Regions from separate parts of the Hordeum vulgare genome. Here region 2 is linked to region 1. Evidence: chromatin contacts called from public Hi-C data. All regions are on one chromosome and are shown on one strand. The core of a region is the stretch at or near the end of the contact, and the rest is flanking DNA. Distances in the headings are between cores, read along the strand shown.

Region 1 (7,114 bases), core at 1,963-4,462:
CATGATGGAATGCCTTCACTGTGGTTATGCACATACCAGACAGGACATTTTTAGAGGCGTGTAGTCCTGGCTTTCACAGTTGCAGCATCTAACTGATCGATCCAGGATGGAGTTGCTCGTCTGCATCACCGGTAACGAAATTCCTTCCTTTATTAAAGCTTGAGCACATCGTGCTCATGAACTAGCTAGGATTACTAAGCTTTCTCCTCCTTCTATTTGGATGGATTCGTCGCGCCGGGTGCAGTCATATCCTTACTTGTAGACATTGCAACAGCTCAGCACCGAATTGGTGCCTACTTCAAGCTTGCAACAATTAGGTATGATCACATTTGAGCTTGCATGATGGTACCGTTCCTATTCTTCAGGTTTTAGTTCCTTTCTGGTCATAGTTGGTTCAAGGATGTATCAGTTAAACCTTTTGGGGCTACTATAGAAAAGTATTTACAAAAAAGCTACAATACTCTTTCAAGTTAGGTTTATACATGAACTACAGAGAGTTTTAGGAATGTATCATTACATTTTTTTGGGTTTATTACACATGAATTGCAATTGTTTTGGGTTTACACATGAACTGCAAAGAGTTTTAGGAATGTAACATTATATTGTTTTAACATGATTTTGTGTACTAAAAAGGGACTGGTGCACACTTGCTTCGCTGGAAAGAGGCCCCCTGTTTTACTATCTTTGTTCAGCCCGTCGAAATTGGTAAATAATTCGGTTCCTTTTCATCAACTGGAAATTATAGGTCTGTGGCAACACTGCCGGAGTGCGCGCCGCCTACACTGACCAAGAAACTTTAACTAGTATAGACCTGCCTTAGGTATGTATGTAGTCTACTTGTGCATTCATTTTCCCCTTGCCCTTACATATGAATTCATCTGATTATGTAACTCCATCTGCATTTCAATTTTCAACAGTAGTAGCATATTCTGGTAGCCAAGAGCTTTTGAAAACATCAGTGATCAAGGAGGTCTCCAGCAAAGGTAGCAGAGGTGCTCATGAGGAATGAAGAGACAGACATCACATTCGAAGGTCTTACTTATCCAGTTCCTCAAGGGGAAGAACGATGACGCTGGCAAAACAGAAAATGTGGACCAGATGGCCAAGGAGGAAGAACAAGAGAAAAGCGATGTTTCAGACAATCAAGATCAGCAAGATGAGAACAAAGTATGATGATGTGTATACAGTGCGAATATCATACAATTTGTGCCAGCAACTTCCAGCAGCAATGTGTCGTTTTGCTATAATGAGATCAATTTTGGTAACAATAAGGTAATCTGGTATTGTGAATTGCGATACTATTTGAGTGCATATAAACCCAGTTATGAACTGAGTAACGTGCTATTTCAATGCACAAATACTGTTCAATATAAACAATCTACAAGGTTCAAATAGTCAATATTGTCAAGACTCAAACCTAATATATTTTGAGGGAAAAAAAACTTAGCATGCCTGGCTTCTATGACACATTCCAAATCAGTCTTCAGTACAAGTCTTCACCCCATTTTCTTCTCGTAGGTCATACTCGACAATTAGACCAAGATTGTCAACAAACTTGTGATACACCTGGCACCCAGCGCACTGTGTGTGCAGTGCATGTTAGAAAGTAATGAACAGCATATCTCAGGAAATAAATGACCATTACTGCTGGCTGTACAATTTAAGCAAATAAACACGCTGAACAATTTACCTGAAGGAAAACTGTTCCTCTTTCATAGGCCACCCTGTTTATCAAGCGCTCTGTCCTTGCATCACATTTATTACAGGTAAACTGAACAAGCAAGCTTCTTCTAGGAAGCTTTATATCAAAACTGGCTTCCTGCAATATCACATAAGAAAGGTATGCTGTTTGAAAGCCATTCTAGCCAACCGGTTAATGCGCGGTTTGATACTTCAATTTCAGTGTAAATGGTGTGAAAAAAATACTGAAATAATATTTGATCAAAAGTAGTATCACCAATTCAAAATGACTCACCATCATTGAGAACAAGAGTTATGTCTGTTCAGTTATTCCCACCAGTGTGGCAACAAGTGTGTTTTCATACAAGACAATTTACTACGGTATATAAGGATGAATATCTACACCATTAAGCTTTCAGCCAATCCAATTCAAAAGCTATGGTCTGAGCCAAATTCTGGTGGGCACATTGCTGCATGAGTATTATGTGGTAATTAAAAGGCCTAAAAGTACAAGACTAAAAGAACGCAAAAGGTACCTCATCTATCATATGTTTGGCGTTTCTATTTGAACCGGAATAGGGTTGCATAATCGTATTCAACAAGTGATCGGAACCGGCGCATAAAAGGCAAACCACGCCCCATTCTAACAATAATCTAACAAGCTTAAGGTTGATAACGACGGCCATACTGAACATTGTACATCATCATTCAGAGTCATGGTTTGCAACGCATTGTATTTGTATACTGCTGCCTCTTGTGACCCCCTGAGTGAGTTGACACCACCAGGTTGACACATGGATGATGCTCTACAGTATATCTCTGTGTTATCAAGCAATGCATTGCCAATTTTCATTTCAGATTCAGAGTCCTAGTAATTAGTTAACTACTCCTACTAGACTAGCACATATCTGAAGCAGCCATCTGTAATTGATACTGCTTGCAGCCAATCCACAAAAATTTCATCCATAGCCGCGGGGAAGTGGGGGTTCTCACCGCCGGTGACGCTGCGGAGGCGTTGTCCGGACCAACCTCGCCGGAGCACGCGCAGACATACAACCTCCTACGAGGAAATGAAGCCCTCAGGCTACTCCAAGGAGAGCACACAGCCATCCCCTTGTTAGCTCAGGCCTCGCGTGGGGAGATGGATCCGACAGGGGCAATAAGAAGAAGAAGCTATTACCAGCGAGCGGGCGACCTTGGAGGCTTGGGATTGGAGGAGGCGAGGCGGATGCGGGACGGGGGGGAGCGACGGCCGAAGGGGCTCCCCGGGAACCACGGCGCCGCCGCCGCCGAGCAGCCGTACGCAGCCGCAGCCGCAGCCGTCGTCGCCATCGGCCGGCCGGTGGCGACTGGATTGGATTGAGAACGCGGAAACAGAAGAGGCGAAGCTCGACCGCTGGATCGAAGATGAACGGCACAGATTGTAGTGCTGGGATCCGTAGTGCAGACAAATCAAATGAGCGCTTTGTGCAAAGAGGTCCCTCGTGTTCGGTGAATTTGCTCCCGCCGTCCTCCTCATTCGAGCCACAATCACCGCCTATCTCCCGACGGCGGCGGCGCTGCTCCAGATCTACGGCGGTGCCGAGCGCGCCCCTCCCCTTCCCTTCGCCAACTACTCTGTTCCGGCGGAAGGCCGGCTACCGTGCAACCTGGGTCCACATCATCGAGCGGGAACTGGCCGCCGCCGTCACGCACCGCCTCCGGCACATCCAGGGCGGGGAGGAGCTCGCTCTCGCCCTGCCTGCCCGCGCGCAAGCTTCAAGGTGGGTACCTCGCCTCGCTGCTTTCCCTTCCCCCCAATGCCATTCCGTATGGGACGCATCATGCGCTCGCTACCACATACTAGTAGCCACATGTTAATACATGATGATGATGATGATGATGATGCATATAATTATTTAACGAGCTTCCTGGGTATCTGGTAAAACTACAAGGATGATCCATTCAACACCCAATTAGCATTGCATCCATTGGAACTGTGACTGTTGAAGCAGCCTGCTACCTACATAGCTGCTGCACTCTAGGTTTACATGGCTGATTATCTTGCGCCCAACTCAGTGGTCTTACTGAATTCGAGATTTTAAGAAAACGGGCCTTCTTCAGTAGCCAAATTATTAAGGTAATCTCAAGTCTTCGAAGAATTCTTCAGAAGATGAAGCCACATTTTGCTTCTAAATTAGCATGCAAAGGGTTTGCGCATGAGCAGCGCCTAGTTGTATTGTCGGTTGATGGCTGTATGAATTGTCATATGTTGGTGACGTTTACTCGGTGTTTAACCTGTGTCGACCTTGGGCTGGTGTTTCTGAATTTCCCTAGTGAGGAATGGAATATAGCTCCTCTGCATCCTCTTCAGGGTTCCTGCAAATTGGTTTATTTTTTCAATCTATAAACTCCCTCCGTTCCAAAATACTTGTCGTGGTTTTAGTTAAAATTTGAACTAAAACCACGACAAGATTTTGCAACGGAGGGAGTAATGATTTGATCTTACCTGCCAAAATAAGTGCAAGAATAATACGTTCATAGTTTTTTTCAGTAGCCAAAATGCCCAAATCAAGCTAATCTTAAGTCTTCCAAAAATTCTTCAGAAGATGAAGCCACATTTTGCTTCTAAGTGAGCATGCACTTTGCGCATGAGCAGCGCTCGGTTGTATTGTTGGCTGACGGTTGTATGTATTGGCCTATGTTTGTGATAATAATAATGGAATATGGCAAAATGTGGCTTCTCGGCATTTTTTGGTGACATTAACATCAGTTATACCTGGTTATAACACCCAGTTTACTCATTTCTTTTTTGGAATATACCAACCCAGTTATAACGCCTGATTGGTGACGTTTACTCGGTGTTTAACCTGTGTCCACATTGGACTGCTGTTTGTAAATTTCCACTCATGATGAATTGTATATAGCTCCACTGCATCCTCTACATAATTCCTGCAAATTGGTTTATTTTTATCAATTCTGATGATAATGATTTGATCTTACCTGACACAAAATTGATAACCACTACCATAATCACAATGCTTTCTAAATTTATATGATGCTATCTTTTTTAAGTAAGACCTTGCTAACCTGGTTCTCTTGAAAAAAAAAAGATATGCTGATAATGTGTGCTTTGGTTTTTCTCTTACCTAATTTGCTTGGGCTAAATGTTCCAAAGATATGCTGATATTTGAAGGTAATTTGCCTTTTGTGCCAGGCTAGAGTTTCCCATAAATAGCTAGATGGCTCAAGCTGCAAGGCTGAATCTAAGAATGCAGAAAGAGATTAAACTTCTGCTAAGTGATCCACCTCCTGGGGTTTCTCTTAAGCTGTCCGACGAGGGAAGTGCCTTGCCGTCTTTATCAAGCATTGAGACCAGTATGTCCCCCCACCCATCCACACACACACACACACACTCATCCCAAACAGTGCCTATATTTGCCATTCCAACTATTTTCTCGTCGATTTGATGTGACTTCTCTACTCATTAAATGAAGGAATTGAGGGGCCTGAGGGAACAGTTTATTCAAAAGGAGTTTTCGTTCTGAAGATCCAGATTCCTGAGAGGTTTGCTTTGATTATGATGGAAGCCAACCAGCCCTTGCCTTTTTCATTTCAATGTTCTGACAGTCACGCTTTTGCTGAGATGCAGATATCCTTTTCAACCTCCCAATGTGACTTTTGTTACACCCATCTATCACCCCAACATCGACAATGGAGGACGCATTTGCCTTGATATTCTAAATTTACCTCCAAAGGTTAATCATGTGAACTGAAGCTAATTTATGGTTACATGGATTATCTTGTGCATAAAGGTAGTCCTCAATCCCAACATTTTTTTGTGTGGATAACAAATACTGATGTGCAGGGTGCCTGGCAACCATCACTCAACATTTCTACTATTTTGAGAAGCATTGGTTTGCTGCTAACTGAGCCAAATCCTGATGACGGGCTCATGGCTGAAATAGTAAGTACCTGTTTTTGGAAGGAAATGGGAATGCATTTGTTTCACAATCATAGGCAGATCAATGACCATATCATAAGAAAAAACGTCTTCATAATTCAACCATGCTGTTATTTTTGTTACAGAGTCGAGAGTATAAATACAACAGACAAGTTTTTGACTTAAATGCTCAATCATGGACTGAGAAGTATGCTAATCCTACAGTAGTTGGCACAAGTGGTTGGAGCTCTTTAGATGCTTCAGTTCAGGTACACAAGCGCCTGAAATTTTAATCTCCACTTTGTTGTGTTCTTGTCGTGAGCTTACTTTGTATTCTGATAGGCACAGAACATGCAAATGGATAACACACAGAAGCTGGAACCTTTGCCGGTAGTTCCTAATAAAGATTGTGAAGGGAGTCGAAAGAAGATGCGGTTACTGGGTAAAAAGTTATCACTAAAATCAGAAGGATCTGAAGAGAATGCCATTACTCTTAAGCAGGATGCGGTGGCAGGCCACTTGCGGTCGACGGCAGTATCCACTGTTCCTACTACATGCTTGTCTCATGTTTCTGTCAGACAGAATCCTACTTCTGAAAGCATTTCTGCCAGTGCCGACAGTGGAGTAATGTCTCATATTTCTGTCAGACAGAATCCTACTTCTGAAAGCATTTCTGCCAGTGCCGTCAGTGGAGTAATTTCAAAGAAACGATACGAAGTAAACAGAGCAAACTTCCAGTTACATCGACAGAGACCTTCTGTTACATTAGAGGCTCCAAATAGTGGCAGTGTGGAAGGCAAGTTCCCCAATCATCTTCCAGTATCAGCATCTGATACTAAAGATCATGTCAAGCAACCTTCTGATGATGTCTTAGTGAAGAGTATGACAAAAAGCATTGGTGAAGAAGATGTTTCAAAGCAAATTTTTATTGGATGTGCTGATCTGGTTCAAGATAAGTCTCATACCGACCATGTACTTTCTAAAACCCAGTCAGTAATGAATAAAGAATGCAACCAAGGCCGAAAGAAGCTGAGCTTACTAAGTAAGAGGTTGTCACTGAAATCTGAGCTGTCTGAGAAGGACAGGGCAAGTGACAAGGGATATAAGCCACCTGATTGTTCACAGGATGATAGGAAGTCTAGTGAACTGCCATTGTCAGGTCCAGTCCCCATAAGCCGAACGAGGGACCTAGGCTTTGTTGATTCACAGAAAAGTGTCGGCCAAAGCAATTGTTCCGTCAAACGGAATGCAACATCCATGAAGAATGTTGTTGTTTCAGACAGTGAAGATAGCACAGACGAATGTCATATCATTGAACCAGGCCTTGTTGAATCACACAAAAGCGTCAGTCAAAACAATTGTTCGACCAAACAAATTGTAAAGCTGATGGAGATTGTTTCAGATAGCGAAGATAGCGCAGATGAACGTGAAAAAAGACCTTCAAGATCAAGGTTATCGTTGATGAAGAGGCGGTTGGCTGGAAAGCTTCGAAGTTAATTTCATCCGATAACC
Region 2 (7,239 bases), core at 3,074-5,573, 280 kb before region 1:
TTTTTCGATAATGTCATGGTCTAGATAAGTAGTTGCAAAATGTGTGGTCCTATTACTTAAATGTTCTATGTGGCCTGATCAACAACTGTGATGTGCCAATCAGAGATCAATACTTGACTTAATATTTCATTACGATAAAAGAAAATTAATTTATGAAAATGGCTTGTTTTGTACATTTGCAAAGCGTAACAAGCATTAGGTCAACAGCGTTACTGGGAGTGAACTAACCTGGGAAGTGTCCGGTAATGACGTCGGTCGTCCCCACCGCTCAGGGTCCCACAAAATAGAACTGTTGAAAGCAAACCCCGATACATCGATCGTGTGGGCTCGCGTGCCAGCAGCACCGGCAGGATTCAAGTCAACCTCAGTGTTATATGTCACTGAACGAGTGGTACCATCATTGAAGTTCCTCGAGAACCAGCCGACTACCTTCGAGGCGCTGCACAGTGGGCCCTCAACCACAACCTTCTTCTCTCCAGCGGACATCGTTGCCACCGGCCATGTCCCAAACGCCCTGTCCATTTCACGCATTATAAGGAAAATCAGAAACATGCATCAAGTAAATATCATCCACTAGTCATTTGCAAAAACGTAATTCAAGAGTTAGCTGTGATTACATAGACCTCAACTTGATTGGTCAGTGATTAAGACTAGAGACCCAAGGAAAATAATACACTAAACCTTGCCCAGAATTAGGCTCCACCGACATCAAACGTGCAAGGGCCAGTTGGGTTTAAAAAATTAGAGGACCTCCCAATCTAAGAAATCTGAACGAGAAAAGATATGTGGCCATAAATCCATGAGCACATCTTCCACATGCTACATCATGACTACAGCTAGTATTCTAAAACTTCTTCTCATTCATCTCCACACTACTAGACAGTAGGCATGGAACACAATACAAGGAGAGTGAGTTATTGCCTGCAACTGTCTCACAATACGTGGGAATAGACTAAATCATCCACTTGCCTACACATGCCGACGAGTGACGAATAGCGAAATAAATGTATATATTACCAACTTCGAAGTTCGAAATGCCTCGAACAAACTAGGGGATGAGACAATCGTTGACAACGAACGCAAGACTTTACTTACTCTGCACGCATTTTCAAAATGCAATGTATGGTCAAACAGTACTGCAAACAATGTACTCAATTCAGGTTAAGTACACTTGTACGGGCAATTAGGCAAACAGTACACAAGTTTTACTATTTTAGTCACCCAGGATTAGAAGTACTCTCAACTCTAATCCCAAGTTAAGCACGGTGGAGACTTTTAACCCTGGTCAAAACCCATGCCAAGCTACTATACTTCATTTGTGGTGACTGAACAGGTAAATTCTGGGACACGCACACCCGGTCATATTGGGGCTGATGCTAAAAACAGCTAGGTCTGTTGTGTTGTGAGCTGGTGCGCCCAGAAAAGCACCAGGGGCCACATGTGCACGCATCACGAGGAACTCTACACGAATAGTAAAAACAATGTGGGCTGGCGAGATGCAGCAAAAGCTTGCTTGGGAAAGAGAGGAGTGCTTTGGTCTCATCATGTTCCCCTCAACCAAAAGGATTGTTCTTCATCCTCATGGGAATATGAATATTTACACCTTTTAAAAAGGAAAAACACCATGCTCCCACATGACATGAGTACTAGTGCCATAGTACTAACAAGGATTTATTTCTTCTTATTATGGAAGTAAGTACTCATGCAAGTCAGAATGATACTGTTCAAAAGGTAAAAGCGAAAGGCCCGTCAAATGTTGTGGACTTAAAATTTTCTTGTTGAGATTTAATTTGCATCCAATGGCATCATACAGTCTCTCTCCACAAACATCGTTCGGCGATAGAAGCAAAAGCTAAATTTGAGGTCAAAATGTTAGGCCTTTTTGATAGAACAAAGACGGTATGTTTGACCTGGAATTTAACAGGATCGGAGCAAGCAAACGTTGACACACCAGTCACATTCCGTGGCTGCTGATAGATGCCAGAACCACAATATTGGAGTACAGCTACGATGGACATGCATGGTCATGTTAGGCACCAATCATCGGCATCTAGTGTCGGTTAAAAGAAAATTCCCCTTGCTTATTTGCAAGAATTCAGGCGCTAATTCCTCATGTGCAGTCTCCGCGAACAGCTGGCGGTCACACCGTTGTGGAAAATTTGCTCCAAAACGGTAGGCAAATTTGGTTGTGCATTTCAAATGGCCACACATGGGGGGTCAGAGAAAGCAACGGGTGTGGGCATTTCTTTTAATGGAGTTCAATGGCCATGGCCTAACGGTTACTACTATCCTCTACCACATCTCATCATTTCTAGCAAATTCCTTCCTGCAAATGTTAGGAGCATCGACATCGCAACATTCAATGCATGCTTTAGGCCCATTCAATGTGTGTCTTGTTAGATTAGCGCCGGGTCGGCCCCGTGTGTCAGCGAGCCAACAGCTAGTAGTTAGCCCTACTGTTAAAGTACTAATCGGTGGTACTGCTGTATTTTTTATATAGTACAGCTTTGCTTTGCCCATGACTCACGGGTCACGTTTAAAAGTCTTAATTAAACTATACTAATTGGAGTGGTTGCAGGTTTGCAACACAATTTGGTCATTGTGGGTAACAAGATCAAAATCAAAAGATTGTTAGTAAATTTTAAAATTTGCTATACAGCAGAAGCATAATTTACTGGAGGAATGGGAATAAAGAAGAGGTAAAGCCAGATCCAATAATTGAGTCATTTGCATCAGGGCATGGCCTCTCAGCTGCATTTGCAGTCTTCATGGTGCTGATGTGAGGAGTCAATCATCTTATTCTAAACCCTTATTCCTCCCCCACTAATGACAGCTTGTGCTGCCTTCAATTATACTCTGCACAAGACTACAAGGCTGCCAAAACCTTTTCTTATATAGCTAGAAAATTAGGAGTACTGCTGTACTAAATTGAGAAGTGGAGGTTAGGGATGAGGAACCCTAGTCGGTGCCCACCTAAAACAATCTGAAATTAATTAACGAGTAGTACTACTGTTGGAAACTGAAGAAAAAGTGAAATTGTAGTGGATTCAGCACCTGAAAGAACGGGGAAAAGGAGGGAAGTTCCGGCATTTTTGCATCGAAATCGGCATTGTAATTTGCAATCTACTCGAATTTTGCATCGAAATCGGCATTGTAATTTGCTGAGAACGAAGGGAGAAGGGGGAATGGATGATGGGGTGGTGGCGGCGGTACTCACTCGATCTGGCGGATCTCATCGAAGAAGTGGGTGTCGTAGACGCCGGCGGCGTCGGCGAAGTGGACGACGCCGGAGAGGCGGTGCTTCTCGACGTGGGCGAGCGCGGCGTTGCGCTGCGCGTGGGCCTCGGCGGCGGCTGTGGTGAAGTTCTCCTCGGGGCGGAAGGCCAGGTGCCGGTACATGACCCCGGTGCCCCGCAGCACCTCGGCGGTGGCGGGCGCGTCGGCCGCCGGCTCCACCACCACCCAGACGACCGGCGGGCGGACCAGCCGCAGCGTGTGGGCGAGCCGCAGCAGCTCCGGCCGCCTGCGCCGCCGCTCCCCTGCCCCCGACCTGGTCGTGGTGACCACAATCAGCATCCTCCGCGGCCCGCTCTCCTCGTCGTCGTCCAGGTCGACCACCGCGCCGCCCCCGCCGGCCGCCGCCGCGCCCTCCGGCGAGGGCGGCGCCAGGCTGATGCGCTGGTCCCTGTTTCCCGCGACGCGGGACGCGGCGAGCTGCTCCGCCGCGAGGACCGGCGGCGGCGTGCCGCCCCCGCCGCCGGGCCTCCAGGACGAGGAGGAGGAGGGCGCGAAGCCGGTGAAGAAGCCCATGACGAAGCAGAGCGAGAAGTGGAGCACCGCGCGCTTCCACAGGTGGCCCCCCCGCCGCTGCTTCGGCCGCTCCGGCGCCACCGCCCCCGTCCCCATGACGCCCGACACAAATCCTCCGACCCCTCCCCCCGAAAAGCCACAGCCTTTCAGATCAAATCACGACCCGCCCCAGATCACCGAGCCTCCCCTCCCAGATCAAGAACCACCGAGGCCCAAAGACCAGAGGACTGGACTCTGCGGGGGCGACGAGAGAAGCCCTCTCCCCTGCCCTGGCCTTGAATCAATGCGGACGGAGCAACAGGGGGGGAATTAATGGGGGGCGGCAGGGTTGGATCAGCACCAAGATTTGGGGGTGGGGGAATGTGCCTGGGGAAGGGGGTGGGGAAGAAGAAGATCAGGGTGGAAGGTGGTAGGAGCAGGGGTAGGAGGTATGGGGGGATGGGAGGAAGAGGGAATGGTGAAACCTTGCTCGGTGGTGGGGGGTGAAAATGGCGATGGCGTGGGGGGTGGGTTGGTGAGGGTGGCGTTTAAAGAGGGCGGGAGGAGTGCGGTGACACTTGCCTGTCCCTCAACAGCTCCTATGGCTATGCCGCTGCTCCTGGGTTGGTTTTCACCTCGGTCGCCATTGATTCATCTCTTTCACTGTCGAGGTCGTGCTGTGCTGTGCTGTGCTGTGCTGTGCTGGTTCGGTTCAGACATGCTTGCCTCTGGGATCGGGGGGATCCAATCCGGCAACGACCGCCGGCGCGGAAGGCGAGGTGAAATTCGGGGGCACCTGGCGGCCGGTTTGGGCAGGAATTTTCACTTCCTCTGTTTGGAACACAGTAATTCTAAGGTCAATGTTGGTGACCGATTGATTTGCGTAAGTGAAGACATTTACTACTTTCTTTGTATCTAAATAATTTTAGTTGAAAGAAACTAAACTACTCTCTCCGTTTCTAAATATAAGTCTTTATAAAGATTTTATTAGTGGACTACTTCCACACATGGAGGGAGTATAATTATTTAGATACGAAAGAAATATCATTCAAAATTAAGCATTTCTTGAAACATTAATTGGTTATGCAAAATATAGACACTCCTACGCCTCTAGGCCTATATTAGGGTGGCGTTGATTTATTACTCCCTTCGATCCATTTACGTGTCGCATTATGTGTTAGATATCTCCGGTGGATCCGAGAGAGTAGTACTAAAATTGTACTTCCTTGGTTCTGTATTATTTATTTCAGATTTTGTCTATCGTAATACTATAAATCAACGACGTTCTGAATTGTTTATTTCAGATTTTTGTCTATTGTAATACTAAATCAACCATAATTAACATAAACATGGATACATATTTAATTTAATATTCAGTTCAATTATTCTGTTTCCCCAAAAATAAGTTTACTAGGTTGGGAGCATTTTCAACAGTGATTATAAAAAAAACGCACGGAGCGATTGCGCGTGCTCCAACGAACGTGAAAAATCCCGACACGCGAAAAAGGCGGCCCGGTGCGTGTTAATTTGACGCGCGGCGGTTGACGCACATTATAAATCTAGCGCCTCTTCCACCCGTCCTTTCACCGCTCTCACGTGCCCCTCACCTCGCCACGCGCCTTTCACCGCTCTCACGTGCCCCTCACCTCGCCACGCGCCTTTTACCGCTCTCACGTGCCCCTCACCTCGCCACGCGCCTTTTACCGCTCTCTTTCTTGCCTTGCCGCCGCCGCGCCGCCATTGCCGTCGCGGAACTTAGGGCTACCACGACATCTGCGCGTGCCCCTCCGGTACCTTCTACGTCGAGATCCACTCCGACGACATGCGCCTCGTCCTCGGCGCGTTCAACATCGCCGACCAGGCCGCCCGCGCGTACGACGCGGCGGTGTGGCGTCTCAACCGACCTCTTAGGGACATGATTTTTCTCGAGGTGACTACGCGGGAGTGGGCGCAGCGGCTCGCACCTCCTCCGCGGGTTGTCACCGAAGAGGACCATCGCCAGAACCGGAAGCGGAGCGCCGCTCGGCATCGCTGAGATGGACGAACATGCCATGAAGGAGTGGCGCCAACAATTTTCGCAGGACATCCTCGACGAGCGCGAATTCTTCATGCAAAGGAGGACGGAGCGAGCCGCCTATCGTGAGGACATGCATACGCGGAAGCAAACCGCACTCTTTAACATGAAGCTCAAGGGAGCGTCGACTTGGTCCTTCGATGATGAACGGTGGGCTGACGCCTTCATTACGACGGAGGAGTCGGACACCAGCGCGTCGAAGGAAGACGACGAGGAGTAGTTTAGCATTTTTTATCATTTTTATTTTATGCACTATGATGAACTATCGACGAGGAGTAGTTTCTATCTATGAATTATCTATATTATCCATGTCCATCATCTCGTTTTTTCGTAAAATATGCATAGCCCTTTAAATGTTAACATTTCTGCTAGAGCGGCGCGTGCGTGATTTTTTTCCCAGCAATTGCTGGAACCAGCGCTCTCTGACACGCAAAAAGATATTATTCTCACATTGTAAAGTGTTTTTCTTGCGCGAGATGCTTCCTTCGATCCATTTACGTGTCACATTACTTGTTAGATATCTTCGTTGGATCATAGAGAGTACTAAAGTTGTACTCTCTCCGTTTCAAATTATTTATCTTTGATTTTATCTAGATACGGTTGTAATACTAAATCAATGATAATTAATATAAACATCAATACATATTTAATTCAATATTCAGCTCAATTATTTTGTTTCCGCCGCAATAAGTTTACTATGTTGAGAAAAGTAGTATCTTGCTGGATTGGGCTAGGGTGTCCTTTTCTTTGCGGTGAGGGCTAGGGTGCCTTTACCTAGCAGTTTCCAATTGCTGGATTTCACAAGCAAACACCCGAAAAAACAGAGCAAGCAACCGAAGTACAGTACTAGTAGTACTACCTCTGAGACACCTCACATTAACTACACAAGCTCCAAATAGTTAACAGCAACCTATGAGGATATCCAAATCAATTCTAGCAGCACTGCTGCTACCTCAATTTTTTTTACGGAAAATACTGCTGCTGCTTCCCCTGCCAATACTAGAGTATATAGTGGTATAAATATTCTTGCAGCAGGTGAATTTGCAAAGCTTATTGGCCAGTAATTTGGACTGGCATTGGGGATGTGGCAGGCAGTGGGCACCCAATCAATATACTAGTAGTAGCCCAGAAGAATATTAGGTGGCCTGCAGCTTTTGCTTTGCCCCTCCTCCTCCTCCTTCCTTCCTTCCTTTTAGTTAATATACACTCTCTAGACCTAATCTTCTGCTAATCCGGCTCCTGCCTTAACTTTAAGCCAAAGCAAGACATTTTTTGAGCTGTAGAGGGGAGGAGGAGAGGGAGGGGACACCACTTTGTTGGTAGGGGATTGGAACATGGAACCTAACCGGGAAAATAAAAGCAGCATTGGAGGTGAC

What was found. A called contact is a pair of places that touch in the nucleus more often than the background predicts.
Region 2: a Hi-C map of leaf shows a contact between it and region 1, with 5 times the contacts expected there. The contact joins the promoter of LOC123406394 here to the promoter of LOC123406195 in region 1. A contact is called at or near these places in 4 of 6 Hi-C or Micro-C datasets (leaf and seedling) and 1 of 1 datasets of contacts at active chromatin or transcription factors (embryo).

The regions. Positions count from the first base shown.
Region 1 is chr1H:34,712,453-34,719,566 of MorexV3_pseudomolecules_assembly, reverse strand. LOC123406195 reads right to left here and starts at 3,212. Exons shown (of 3, transcript XM_045099707.1): 1 at 2,861-3,212; 2 at 1,691-1,819; 3 at 1,302-1,581. The coding sequence starts at 3,199. The coding sequence ends at 1,477. LOC123406028 reads left to right here and starts at 3,355. Exons shown (of 7, transcript XM_045099613.1): 1 at 3,355-3,443; 2 at 4,877-5,037; 3 at 5,157-5,226; 4 at 5,312-5,417; 5 at 5,528-5,626; 6 at 5,749-5,871; 7 at 5,951-7,114. The coding sequence starts at 4,902. The coding sequence ends at 7,099.
Region 2 is chr1H:34,996,425-35,003,663 of MorexV3_pseudomolecules_assembly, reverse strand. It overlaps LOC123406394 (probable beta-1,4-xylosyltransferase GT43A), which reads right to left and starts at 4,323. Exons shown (of 3, transcript XM_045099911.1): 1 at 3,218-4,323; 2 at 229-514. The coding sequence starts at 3,906.